Linked DNA regions of Hordeum vulgare: region 2 is linked to region 1. A link is a contact called in public Hi-C data. All regions are on one chromosome and are shown on one strand. The core of a region is the stretch at or near the end of the contact, and the rest is flanking DNA. Distances in the headings are between cores, read along the strand shown. Region 1 holds the start of LOC123401483 (SUPPRESSOR OF GAMMA RESPONSE 1-like). Region 2 holds the start of LOC123401766 (beta-1,4-mannosyl-glycoprotein 4-beta-N-acetylglucosaminyltransferase-like).

Region 1 (6,203 bases), core at 1,421-3,920:
CCATACGCATTTGAAATTATGTGGAAGAAATGAGCGCTTCTTCCATCTTTCGTTGTGCCTATAAGAACGAAATGTGCCCAGTCAGTACATGAATAAGCCAATAAATACTCCTATAGCATCTCAATAAGGGAATCCCCTACCAGGAAGATTTTCAGGATGTGAATAGCAGATCCCTTCATCATTCTCCACAGTTGGAATAAATTCATCAAGGAACATATGGGGCTCTGAACCTCCAACGCCAATTTTCTGTTCTAAATGCTCGAGCAATTCCAAATCAGATGGATCAAACTTCACACCGGCTGGCAGCCCAGGCCACTGTACAGCAACCTACAAATGATGAAATGCAGTTAAGTATTTTATAGAATGTGTAACATAGTACCATCGAATGTAAGATCAAATGGGTTGCATTTTGCAAGCATCTGTAGTTCTGAAGCTTATGTGAGTTAATACAGCTCAAAGCCTTATTGATATTCACTGGAATCAAGGAAAGCATAGAGTATCCACCGCAACATGTTTCCTTATTTGCTACCATCGTCAATACATCTAACTTAGGCGGCTACCAACAAAGAATAAATGATCTATGAACTATTCATGGCAGAAGCAGGTTTTCAGTAAGGGTGCACCAAAAAGTAAAGAAGAGAAGTTTTCCTTGCAAGATACAAGCCACCAAAAGATTTTCAAGTACTTACATCACTGTTATCAATGATATGTTTGCAGTTGGGGCACTCCCTGCATGCTTCTGCACCCAGTTCACTTATCTGGCGATTCGAGCAGCTGTCATTCCTAATTTTCTTGGCAACACCCCTGCAAGTTATAAGCCATGACCTGCAGCAAAGTAATTACATAGCATTACATCAAAGTTGACCAGGATAATAACAATTAAGATGACATGTACATAAACAAGTAAGTGCTACCTTGTCAAATACTCCCTCCGTAAACAAATATAAGAGTGTTTAGATCACTAAAATAGTGATCTAAATGCTCTTATATTAGTTTACAGAGGGAGTACATAGGAATAATATTAAGACCAGGATGATGTTAATTAAATGACCAGTACCCAAGAAAGTAGTGCTACATAATTAAAAAAAGACACAGTAACTGCAGAATTTGAAGATATAATATGCCAAGAAGAAACAACATGGAATTAGTGTCAGTCGTAAGCTATGTATAAAAACTTAAAAGGACTAGGGTATCTCGATAATTTGATTGACGACTGTCTACGCTATTCTTAGAAAGCAAGACATGGACAGGACACTATTGACTGAAAAATGCTACATAACAGAGTGATGAGACAAACATGCTTATGTGCTGCAACGGAGTAAACCTGATCATGCGTTGGATATCTATATTGACCAATTAAGCTAGGACATAAGTAAGCTTAGACATATTAAGAAAGAAAGCACTTTCAATGTCATAACATTGCTCTATCAATGACTCAGTGTACCTGGGCAGGCTTTGCAAATGCACTAATCTGAACAGGATAATGTTATTTATAAAGGTCGATACATAAGACAGTGGTGCTACATGGTAACAATGAGACAGTAGCTGCAGAACTTGAAGAGATAATACATCAATCAGGAACAATATGGAACTATCGACAATCAGTAATACACATTGGATATTTCAATTGACGTCCTGTTTATGCTGTTCATAGAAGGCAAAACATTGACAGGACAGTGTTGACTGAACAATGCTACATAACAGAGCGATGAGACAAACAAGCTATGTGGTGCAACGGAGTACCTAATCATGTGTTGGGTATCTGTATCGACCAATTAAGCTATCTATAACATAACTAAGCTTAGCCATATTAAGAAAGCAAGCATTTTCAATGTGATCACATTGCTCTATCAATGACACAATGTACCAGGGCAGGCTTTGAAAATGTACTAGAAGAAACCACTACAGGAACTGCTTGCACTATTGTCGACAGACCCTGGAACCCTATAGTGCTGGCACACAGCAGGCGGATTGGACCCTACGGTCAAAATCTATGAATGGTTGCATAGGCATTCTCGATATGGGACGGAGAGAGTAGCTGCGTCGCTAGAGGAAAGTTGGTTGCCGGAGCAATCGACGGACAGTTTAGTTCCTCCGTGCTATGGTAAAGGGGGCAACAACTGAGGCAAGAAAACATACTAGTCCTGAAAGTCTGAAACTAGAGTGCTGAAATGTGGGTATCCGGAACAATCGAACAAGCCCTAAGCAACAGTGACAGAGTAAAAATGACTGAAGAAAGGGGGTAGGGGGAGGGAGGGGGCGACCTTGCCATCGCGGCGGCGCGTACGGATGACCGATCGGAGCAGCGCGCACGTGACGATCGGCCAGCCCGACGAACCAGGACACGGGAAACCCTAATCGGCCGGCGGCGCGGCGGGCGCGTGCCTGCTCCCCCGCGCTCGCTCTGCTCGGTCCAGCCGTGCCAAGTGGCCTCTGCTCCCCCGCCTCCTTCCTCGCTGGTAATGGCGGCAGGGCAGGGCAGGGCGCCGTCGGAGGAAGGGTCGCGGTAGGAGAGGAGAGGAGAGGAGAGGAGCGGCGAGCGAGGTCGGAAGGAACGGGGACCTGTGTCCGACGCCTCCGCTCCGCGGTTTCCTCTCGCTTTTTCGCCTCGGGAAACCCCAAAAACCCCTGCCCCCGCTGCGCTGCGTTGCCACGGGCAGTGGCCGTTGTGGTTTCCTTCCTTGGCAAGCCGAACGCGGTCCCCACAACACATTAATGCTCGCCTGCTGGACTGGACCGCCCGTCTGGGCACCAACGTAGCCCAGCCCACACCAGTTTTCTGTTTGACCGCAGCCCACACCAGTTAAGCTAATTACGAGAACAACTAGTTTACGAGGGAAAGCAACTAAGGGAGCGCTCTTTTCGGAGCCTCCCCGCGATAGCTTCCGCGCGCCGCCACGTTTTGCGTTCTGAGAGTTTTTATTGGATTTTATTTTTTTCGCACGCGTTTTGGCTATTTTTATTTTTTTATTTATTTTTTGGTGTTACGTTTTTTTACTGGGCTATCGTAACTTTTTGACGGAAATTTTTTTAAATTTTTTTTAAAAAATGCAATTTTTACGTGAAAAAACAAGTTTTCTGTTTTTTAGAGGAACGGTTTTGTTTTCACGAGAGGCACAGTTTTGCCTTCACGAGAGGCACGGCCGTGCCTCTCGAAAAGAAAAAAGAAGTTGTTTTCTATTTTTTTTGCGAGAGACACGGTTTTGCTTTTGTTAAAGGCACGGTTTTACCTTTGCGAGAGACACGACCGTGCCTCTTTTTTTCGCGAGAGGCACGGTTTTATTTTCGTAAAAGACACGGTTTTGCCTTCGCGAGAGGTACGCCCGTGCCTCTTCTTAAAGGAAAAAAACATTTTTCTGTTTTTTTTGCGAGAGGTACGGTTTTGCTTCCGCGAAAGGCACGGTTTTGCCTTTGCGAGAGGGTATCTCTCCTAAAAAGGGGAAAACGCGTTTTCTGCTCTCTTTTTTTTCACGAGAGGCACGGTTTTGCCTTCGCAAGAGGCACGACCCATACCTCCCGGAAAGGGAAAAAACGCGTTTTCAGTTTTTATTTTCTATCGCGTGAGGCACGATTTTTCATCCGGGTTTTTTTCGTGAAAAAAAAAGTTCGTTAAAATCTATCAACACGGGATCTAGTTTTGAAGATCTCGATGCGAGAAAGTCAATGGTGAAAACAGTTCAAGATTTGGACGCATGGTTTAGGAGATAAAAACGTTTTGAAAATACGGATCTACGAAAAAAGAGAAAACTCCTATGTGTAGTCGCTAATTAGTGATTTACGAAAAAAGTAAATGGCACGCATGCAGTACGCCATTTGTCGCAACCTGTGAAGATGAGAATAATCGTTGGAAGGTGTAGTCGCTAATTAGTGATTTCGTTGACGAGGGCATTTCCTATTTGCCGCCATAGGGATCAGTTAACGTGCATTTTATTAACTCACGGCGTGTGGAGTTCGAACTGGAACAACCCATCTAAACTCTTGTAACACTTTTTTTGCAAAATTCTATGAACTTATTTGATTATTGATGAACTTTTTAAATCTCAATGAATACTTTTCAGATTCATGAGCTTTTTTGAAGATCGGTGAAGTTTTTTGAAATTTGATGAACACCATTTTAAAAATTGATGAACTTTTTAACAATTTATGAACTTTTTTTCAGTTCAATGAACTTTTCATAAAAATAGATGAACTTCTTTTCACTTTTTATGAACTTTTTTATAATATATTGAACTTTATAGAAGTTTAATGAACTTTTTTATTTTCAATGAACTTTTTTTAAAACTGAAGATATTTTTTAAATTAGTGACACTTTTTTTAAAGATATGAACTTTTTTCAAATGAATGAATCTTTTTTCTTTAAATCTGTAAACCTTTTTTATTTAACATTTTTTCATAACAAGAAAATCAAAAAGAAAAAAATTGAACAACACTCTAGCGGCCGGCCCATGCTAGCGGCGCTGCAGGCGTCGGATCGTTAACGGGCGCGTGCAGCACTGCATAGGAGCTCCCGTTGGCGAGCGCTTCTTCGGAACCCTCCGAATAATCACCATCACGTATTATTGTTTGACGCATTTTCAGCCAACGGCACGAAGCGTTTTTCTTTTTTATTATTTTTTCTTTTCTACGTGTTTTCGGTTTTTTAGGTGGGTTTTTTCAAAAAATTGGTGTTCTCATTTATCACTCGTCTTTCTTACCTTTTGGACAAAAAAATTAAAATATTTTTTTTTTGCACGAAAAATCTGTTTTGTTTCTTTCAGAAAACACATTTTTCTTGCACGAGAGACACGCTCGTGCCTCTCAAAAACGAAAAAAAACATGTTTTGTGTTTTTTTGCAAGAGTCATATTTTTTCTTTCGCGAGAAGCACGACCATGCCTCTCGAAAACGAGAAAAATCACATTTTTTGCGAGAGGCACAACTATGCCTCTCGAAAACAAAAAAAATGTTCATTATTTATTTTTCTTACGCGAGAGGCATGACAGTGCCTGTCGAAAAAGGAAAAAAAATGTGTTTTCTTATGAGAGGCATGGTTTTGTTTCTTTAAGAGGTACGGTCGTGCCTTTCAAAAACGAAAGGAAACGTGTTTTTTTGTTTTTTTTTGTTAAATATACGATTATGCTTTCATGAAAGACATGTTCGTACCTTTCAAAGACGTAAAGAAGGTATTTTTCGTGAGTGGCATGGTCATAAATGTTTGGTTCTCACATTCTTGGTTTATAGAGAATATAAGTTGACATACCAATGAGTTGTGAAATGCTATGCCATGTAGAAAAGTGCATAATTGAATATATCTTTGACCTATAACTCGTACTGTCAATTGAATGTGATTTACCAATAAGTATATGTCTTAAAGATTGGGATTAGCTCCCACTAAGCTACAATTTGTTGGGTGGGTGCCTCGGCACGCACGTGGCACCCGATCTGGTTGCAACGAACACCAACTGATCCGCTATGATATATTCATGTTCCAATTGAGCGTTCTTAGCTGTTTCATGATCTGTCGCGGTTGGTCTTTTGCATGAGTGCTTTGATAATGCTGCTCCTGCGCGAGCTTTCCTGTGACTCTCATGTAACTCTGATTATTTTCTTGAAATGATTTTCTCTTAAACTTGTCCCCTTGATCTAGACTAGCTTTGGTATTGAGTAGGTGTCATTGGGTTTTCGTCGCACAATGGGTTGTTCGATGACGGGCGCTCATGGTGATGTTCTCTTTGATGTTTTGGACTCATTGTTTCTTCTTTCATGTTTTCTTTCGGTTTTGTTGTTTTCCGAGCTAATGTATTTCCGTTATGTCAAAATAATAAAAAAATTGAGCGTTCTTATGCTTTTCACATGGCGTGGCAGACATGCATAACCATCATCCTCTGTCATGGCCTGGCTCCACGCTCTGTCAAGCACGTAATATGCCTAATGAAGTAAGTACTTCCTCCATCCCGATTTATTTGCCGCAAAATTTGCGGCGGCTTGGGGTTAGAGAAGACGGAAGCGGGAGGGGACACGACACGGGGCGACAACAACGACGGGTAAAGGATACGCGGCGGCGGCGTGGTGTGGTGGCGATGAGGAGTGGTGGCGGCGGCATGGTGTGGTGGCGATGAGGAGCGGCAGTGGCGGCTGCAAGGAGGAGCGCAACAGCGGCGGCGGCTTAGGGTTAGGGTAGGACCGAGAGGTATGATACCGTGTAGGAAAGGGTTTTGGCAATGC
Region 2 (6,203 bases), core at 1,431-3,930, 310 kb after region 1:
CTCTCTCATGCAGTTGCCAGGAAGAAGATATCTGTACTGGTCGAATTTCTCAAGTAGATAGGCGGGAAGATGAACGGCCGAATACGTGCTCGGAATCGGCCCAAGCTTGGCGATGATCTCTTGGAACGTGTACTCCTCCGGAAGCATATCAAAGAGATCAGCCCCTTGGCATATCACATGCTGAATTCTTTTGGGGTTCAAGAAGTAGCTGAATCTGATCCGGTCCACATGGCTATAGGCTTTCATTTTGAAGACAAAATCATTTATGTACCGAAAGCAAAAGCTGCAGTGCCACCCTGAGTCCGCCAAAAGCTCGTCAGTTTGCCGGTAATGGGCGTACCTCGTCTTCCCCGCTCGGTATCTGTGTATCGAAGCTCTCCAGCTCTTATCATCAAGGAAGAATTCAAACGAGTAGAGATAGTTCCGCAGCTGAAGGTGAAGTATCTCAGGCGTATCATCGCACCATCTCAACAGGTTGATTGTATGACCACTTGGGATCTCATCAACATCAGACATAATCAACAGGTCATCGTCAGTGATTCCGGCGATCTTTAGAAGCTGGTCAAGCGCGACTCTCTGATAGGATTCCTCGACAAATGGGTTCTCCCCCTTCACAAACCTTCCCCCTATCATACCATAGGTCAACCGTGATTCAGCAAACTCAAACTTTTGGCGGTTTTCCTTGAAGTGGAGCTTCTTTTCCAGGCCAGTAAAGGTTGAATTGGACTCGAGCAGCACAAATTCTGACACATACGGGCTAAGCTCGTGCCAACGGATATCAAGAATGTCGAGCTCGTTGCTGAAAAGCACCGCGTCAAAGACACGCCGTGGAGCCTCCCGGACCTTCCATCCATGCAACTTGCAGAGGTTCGCCATTGAAACATTTTCATGATAGTAATGAGGAAGTACTGTGAAAGGCTTCGGGGGCTTCTCCCAGATAGGTCTGAGGAAATAAGTGACCTTCTGGCCATGAACATATATGACGAAGATTATAATTGGCACACCAATCAGCAGGAACAGAAGGGCCTTTAAATCAAACCCCCGAAGGGCGCACTTCAGCCTTGACATGCTCAGAACAGATTTTGAACCATGCTGCAAATGAGTACAGAAACCAAGTGAGAAATCACTCAGTCAATGGAAGTCACAAGAAGCACGAAATTGAGCTAAAAATAAAAATACGCAAGTAAACACCCATCTTCTTCACAAAACTATTTGAGCGACAAAAGACTGTACAAACTGCAGGGATATGCAACAAGACCGATTTACCTAACTTAGGACACCAGTTCTATTGTAAATCAATTACTCCAGGAAACCTTACGGTGCATTGCATAACTGAAATTTTTGGCTAAAGAGAGTTACTAATTTGTTCAGCGCAAACTGGATGGCTGTAGATGAAAACAGGGAAAACTTTATTAAAACTTACTCAACATGGGAAGCAGAAAATCAATGTTATGTCTCAACGATGGCAGGAACAAGTAGTCAAGTCGATATGTGTCTATGTTGTTGTTAGTATACAAAAGGAAATCAGTGGCAGCCTAATTGAGATGGGCCGATCAGAGCAAGCTGGATACTAGTATCTCTTCACGAACTCCTCTGTAGTCTATTTTCGCAGCATGAATCCTCAGCGTGCACAAGAATCCATCTGTGTCTTTTACTAAAAAGGTGGGATCGTTTTCACGGCCGCGCCTCAAGCGGTTAAAGAAAAGATTCCAGGATTAGGCGGAACCCAAATTCGGCCAGCTCGCGAGATTCCACCAGCACCAGAAGCAGCATCAAAACCTGAAATTACACCTAATCCCGCCATGTGTAGGACCGAAACAGATCAAAGATTCTTCCTACTTGTAAAGCAACTAAGCAAGCATCTCGGACCCGGACTCGGCAAATCTCATGGATACTTAATCGAAAACAGAAACTTGCCAGCAGAAAAACAATACTACTGCATATCGGAGCGTGATAACTGATATTACTGGTAGAATCGAAGCGAGAATAAGAGCAATTGGAGCAACCAAAGCATGAAGCGAGTAGTTTCCAGACCAACCAAAAAAACAATATAAATAATAAAATAAAAGGAAAGGAAAGCAGTGGCGAGAAGGGGCCTTCTCGTAGACCAGGTAATCAATCCACCGAGATAGGCACGCGGTGTGAGAAAGGGACAGATCTGGGGGGGACGGGAGAAGGGAAGGGAGGGGACGGGAGGGAGGTCCTCACCTCGCCGTCGCAGATGCCCTCGCAGATTCCGTCGGTCTTCTTGCAGTTGGTGTAGTAGCCGGCGGCGTCCATCGCGGCAGCACGGCCGGACGAACGGGTCAGCGCCCGGACGCGCGGAGCAGGCGGGGAGAGGCGCGCGCGACTCCAATGGTGCTCCGATCGGCCGGCGGCGGTCTCTTGGGCGCCCCGGTGGCGGGCGGTGTTTTTGCGCTGGTGTCCTCGAGGTGTGGGCTAATTGTTTGCGGTCGACACGGCTCGGCGCTGTCGGAGTTCGTATAGAGGAAGGAGGGTGTTGTGTGGGAATACGCGGAAATACGAGGGTTGTGTTTGCGCGTGGGGTGGGAGGTGAGAGATAGGAGGAGGCAAGAGCAAGGGGATTATGGGAACCGTCGTGTCTAATTATAGCCGTTTGGGTGGTGGCCTGCTCTGCTTGCGCGTCGTTCCGGCTGTGGGTGGGCTGGCGGAAGAGCTGGTCTTTGTTTGTCCTCGTGCTACTAGTGGAGTACTAGGGGCATCTCGTCCCGCAGAGTTTAAAACCCCAAATTTGTGTCAGTGTCGTGTCCTTTTCTAATCGGTTTTGCCGATTTCTTCTCTTTGCTTTCCTTTCCTTGCCTCGCAAAAAAGGTACTACCAGGAGTACTAGTATCTTCATCAGCGTTTCTTCTTTACACTTGTCATAAATAAAAACGAGTCCTGCTCTGTTCTGAAGGGGTAATGAAAGGGCCTTTTACAGAAACACCATGTAACTCTTTTTGTACAGGCTCGTTACAAGAAAACTATCATTTCACATCAAGTTTTTTTTTCCAAAAACATCTCAAGAGGGGCAGCGGTGTCCTGCATTTTATTAAGAAGAGGAGAATTGCCCGGTTACTCAGGGATAACCGGACGAAAACGCAACATTAAGTTGCAATAACATGTAAAAAATAATTTGGCAATAAAACACGCTGACTTGAAGTAGCAATGCCGCGTTTTACACTTTTACTGTGCTGATCACTTTTGATTTAAATTTTCACTTACATTTGGCAATTGTAGATGTCTTCTTGTTTACCCAATCAACTACAAAAGAGGCAAATTGTATCCTTGTGAAGTGAAAAGCAAAAAAGACCTACACAAGTAACGTGGTCATTGTATAACTGTTTTTCTTTTCTGTGATGGACAACTATATCTCCATTGCCTTACTGTCCCCTAAGAGATTTTAATGGCCCAAATCTTTGTTGTCTTCTTAAATTTGGCAATATGTAACTGAGGGAGCTCACAGTAATCTTATCAAGTCATCTGTTATTCCTCACAAATACCTCTCACACCAAGCTTCTTCGTGTAAGATGCAGGACCTATATAAGGATCGTGAGACTAAGTTGTGACCTTCTCCACTCCCAAGTTCAAATGTAGTGCCATGATAAGGAAGGACAAACCTCCTCTGGTGGAATCAGAGGTAGGAAGGAGTGACATGCTTCACATAGAAAATAAGGGTTTCAGAATAATACATGTGTGAATAGAAATTGTGTTTCATGTAATGCCAATCCACCACACAAAGATGGCAAATTTGCGAGGAATCTTACAATCTCTTTCTACAAAATGGATCATAAAGACTCTTTTTCCTTATTGGATTACTCTATACAAATCATCATCGGACTTTTGAATAACAAACTACATAACATAATTTTGAAGATGGTTCATGTGAGTCAGTATGGCATCCTCATATCTATATCTATTCAGGATTTCTGGCCTGAGCTTATGAAAATATCCACCAATGTCAACAATCAAACAAATAATCATCATTATAAATCAAGATTTATAGAAGGATTTTGGTACAATTGAGCATCATTGAAAGGGCATGTAGCACTTAAGTGTGGTTTCGGTAATTAATGAGATTCTCTATGGTCTAATGTTTTCACTGAGATATATTTGAAGGGATGTTACATACATGGTGCCTTAAGGATGACTGTCATAAAGATGAAGATTTGCTCTAAGCTTTGGTATTGAATGGCTATTTCCATGGAGCATCAAGGGCGTTGTATCTTATATGAAGAAATGTTCCATAATGGTGTATGAAACTCGTCACATTTATTTGGGAAGAGTTCCATCAAAAGCCTCTCGAAGAAGTTCTCATGGTATCATCTCTGCTTACCCTGTGCACACGGAGTCCAAGGATTTTTCTCCCGACACCCCGTGCGCACGGGCTTCCTAACCCCGTGCACACAGGGTTGAGTGTAAAACTCTTTGCATACTCCGTGCGCACGGGGTCTCTGACCCACGTGCCCACTGGCATAGGGTTTGAATCTCGGGATCTCATGCCTAGTGAGGATACTAGTTGGTCTTCAGATGTACATAATAAAGCCATCAAGATTGATTTCAGTGTGTAACCGAATATGTTCAAGGTGGACTTCATTGGAGGATTTCAAACGTTAACATATTTGGGCTTATAAGGATCAAGGTCTTGAGAGTATGATTAAAGAGAAGAATTCAAACTATGGTGTCAAGAGAAGATCATGATGAGCTCATGTGTTGGGTTTTGGTTGATCATGTCTTGAAGCAAGCAACTAAAGTGAATAATTCATGGTGCCACTCAAGAGTTTGTGATGGGGCATTTAGAAGAGCAAGTTATGACCAATATTTCAATGCCTCTAAGTTTTACTTTGGTTTTGTGATGCATGTTATATTTTAGTCATGTGATTCCTTTCAATGAATGGGTTAATACTCATTCTTTAGTTTCTATTTGCTTACTATACTCGCTCTGTTGCTGGGTTCCGGGAGTTTTAAAGTTTGTGAAAGAAATTCTAAAAATCCCATTCACCCCCTCTAGTAGACATACTTCACTCCTACACGCGTAGTTGGCGGAGTCTGAAATGTATCCTGGGCATTGTGAGCTCCATTGTACACCAATATAAGGTACTTTTTGCCGATGCTCACAATGTTCTAATTCTTGGACATCATCATGGACAACTCCTTAGAATACTAGGAGATGAACCCTACTATGGGTGCTTTACAAGAGACATCAGAGATGAAGATGGTTGAGCTAAAGGATGTTTAATGTTTATTGTGACTTGTTCTTGTGGGCCTTTCTCTTGTTTGCATTGAATGTATGTGTGTAACAATTCTTTTGTAGCTACTCTGGTTGCGATCGAGCGTTCTGTAACAATATTTGGTTTGGTTTTTGCCTCTTCTTAAAAAGTTGGAGCACGGAAAACCCCTTCTTTATATTTTTATAAATTCTTAAATCTTTCTATGCCTATTTCATGTAACCTTGCAAAAGGCGGTTCCGCTATCATTAAGGTAATAGAGCAAGATCATCTACTAAGAAGAGATTGGATATCTTGCAGTATATATGTTTGAATTCCTTGGTATATTAAAGCCATGCATCACTCATATCACAACAACATATTTGACTCAAACAGTTCCTAAAAGAATTTTGAACGATTCGATTTTCTAGGAAATTTGAGTTGTTTGATTCGTAGGATTGCAGTTCACGATATATCCTTGTTATTATTCATTTGTAATAGATTTCCTATGAAAATATCTGTCCACTTAGTACATGTGAAGAATCTTACCTAGTTTTGTGGATAGTCAAACAACCATATAAATTATCTATATTCACTATGTGACTACATTATAACCATGGGGTTTCCCCATTCGTGTATTTTAGAAGTTGTGTGGATTTGTGTTCTAAAGTTGCACAAAATAAATTCAAATCTATTTGATTTGTGAGAAACTTAGACCAAACTTGATACGGGGTGGAACCCCTAGGTGTCGATCTTTCACGAATTGGAGGGGAAACCCTCAAGAACACGAAGAACATGTAACGCCCAAGATGCGGTCCTATCCTTATTTTGATGCGAGGGCCTCGACAGGGATAGAAACACATCTTGTCGTTTCGCAAGAATGGATATCGTTACAAGTACATGTACTAGAAAGATGAGTATAAGGAGTTGGCTTACACTCGCCACAAGCTACATCAGAGTCACATCAGTACAATACATACAATCACCATGAAGAAG

Evidence for each region. Hi-C and Micro-C count contacts between places; a contact is called where the count stands out from the background.
Region 2: a contact with region 1 is called in a Hi-C map of seedling, with 5 times the contacts expected there. The contact joins the promoter of LOC123401766 here to the promoter of LOC123401483 in region 1. A contact is called at or near these places in 6 of 6 Hi-C or Micro-C datasets (leaf, seedling and an unstated tissue) and 1 of 1 datasets of contacts at active chromatin or transcription factors (embryo).

What each region holds. Positions count from the first base shown.
Region 1 is chr6H:329,503,676-329,509,878 of MorexV3_pseudomolecules_assembly, forward strand. It overlaps LOC123401483 (SUPPRESSOR OF GAMMA RESPONSE 1-like), which reads right to left and starts at 2,671. Exons shown (of 6, transcript XM_045095307.1): 1 at 2,265-2,671; 2 at 690-825; 3 at 141-327; 4 at 1-58. The coding sequence starts at 2,272.
Region 2 is chr6H:329,812,712-329,818,914 of MorexV3_pseudomolecules_assembly, forward strand. It overlaps LOC123401766 (beta-1,4-mannosyl-glycoprotein 4-beta-N-acetylglucosaminyltransferase-like), which reads right to left and starts at 2,681. Exons shown (of 2, transcript XM_045095618.1): 1 at 2,209-2,681; 2 at 1-1,092. The coding sequence starts at 2,280.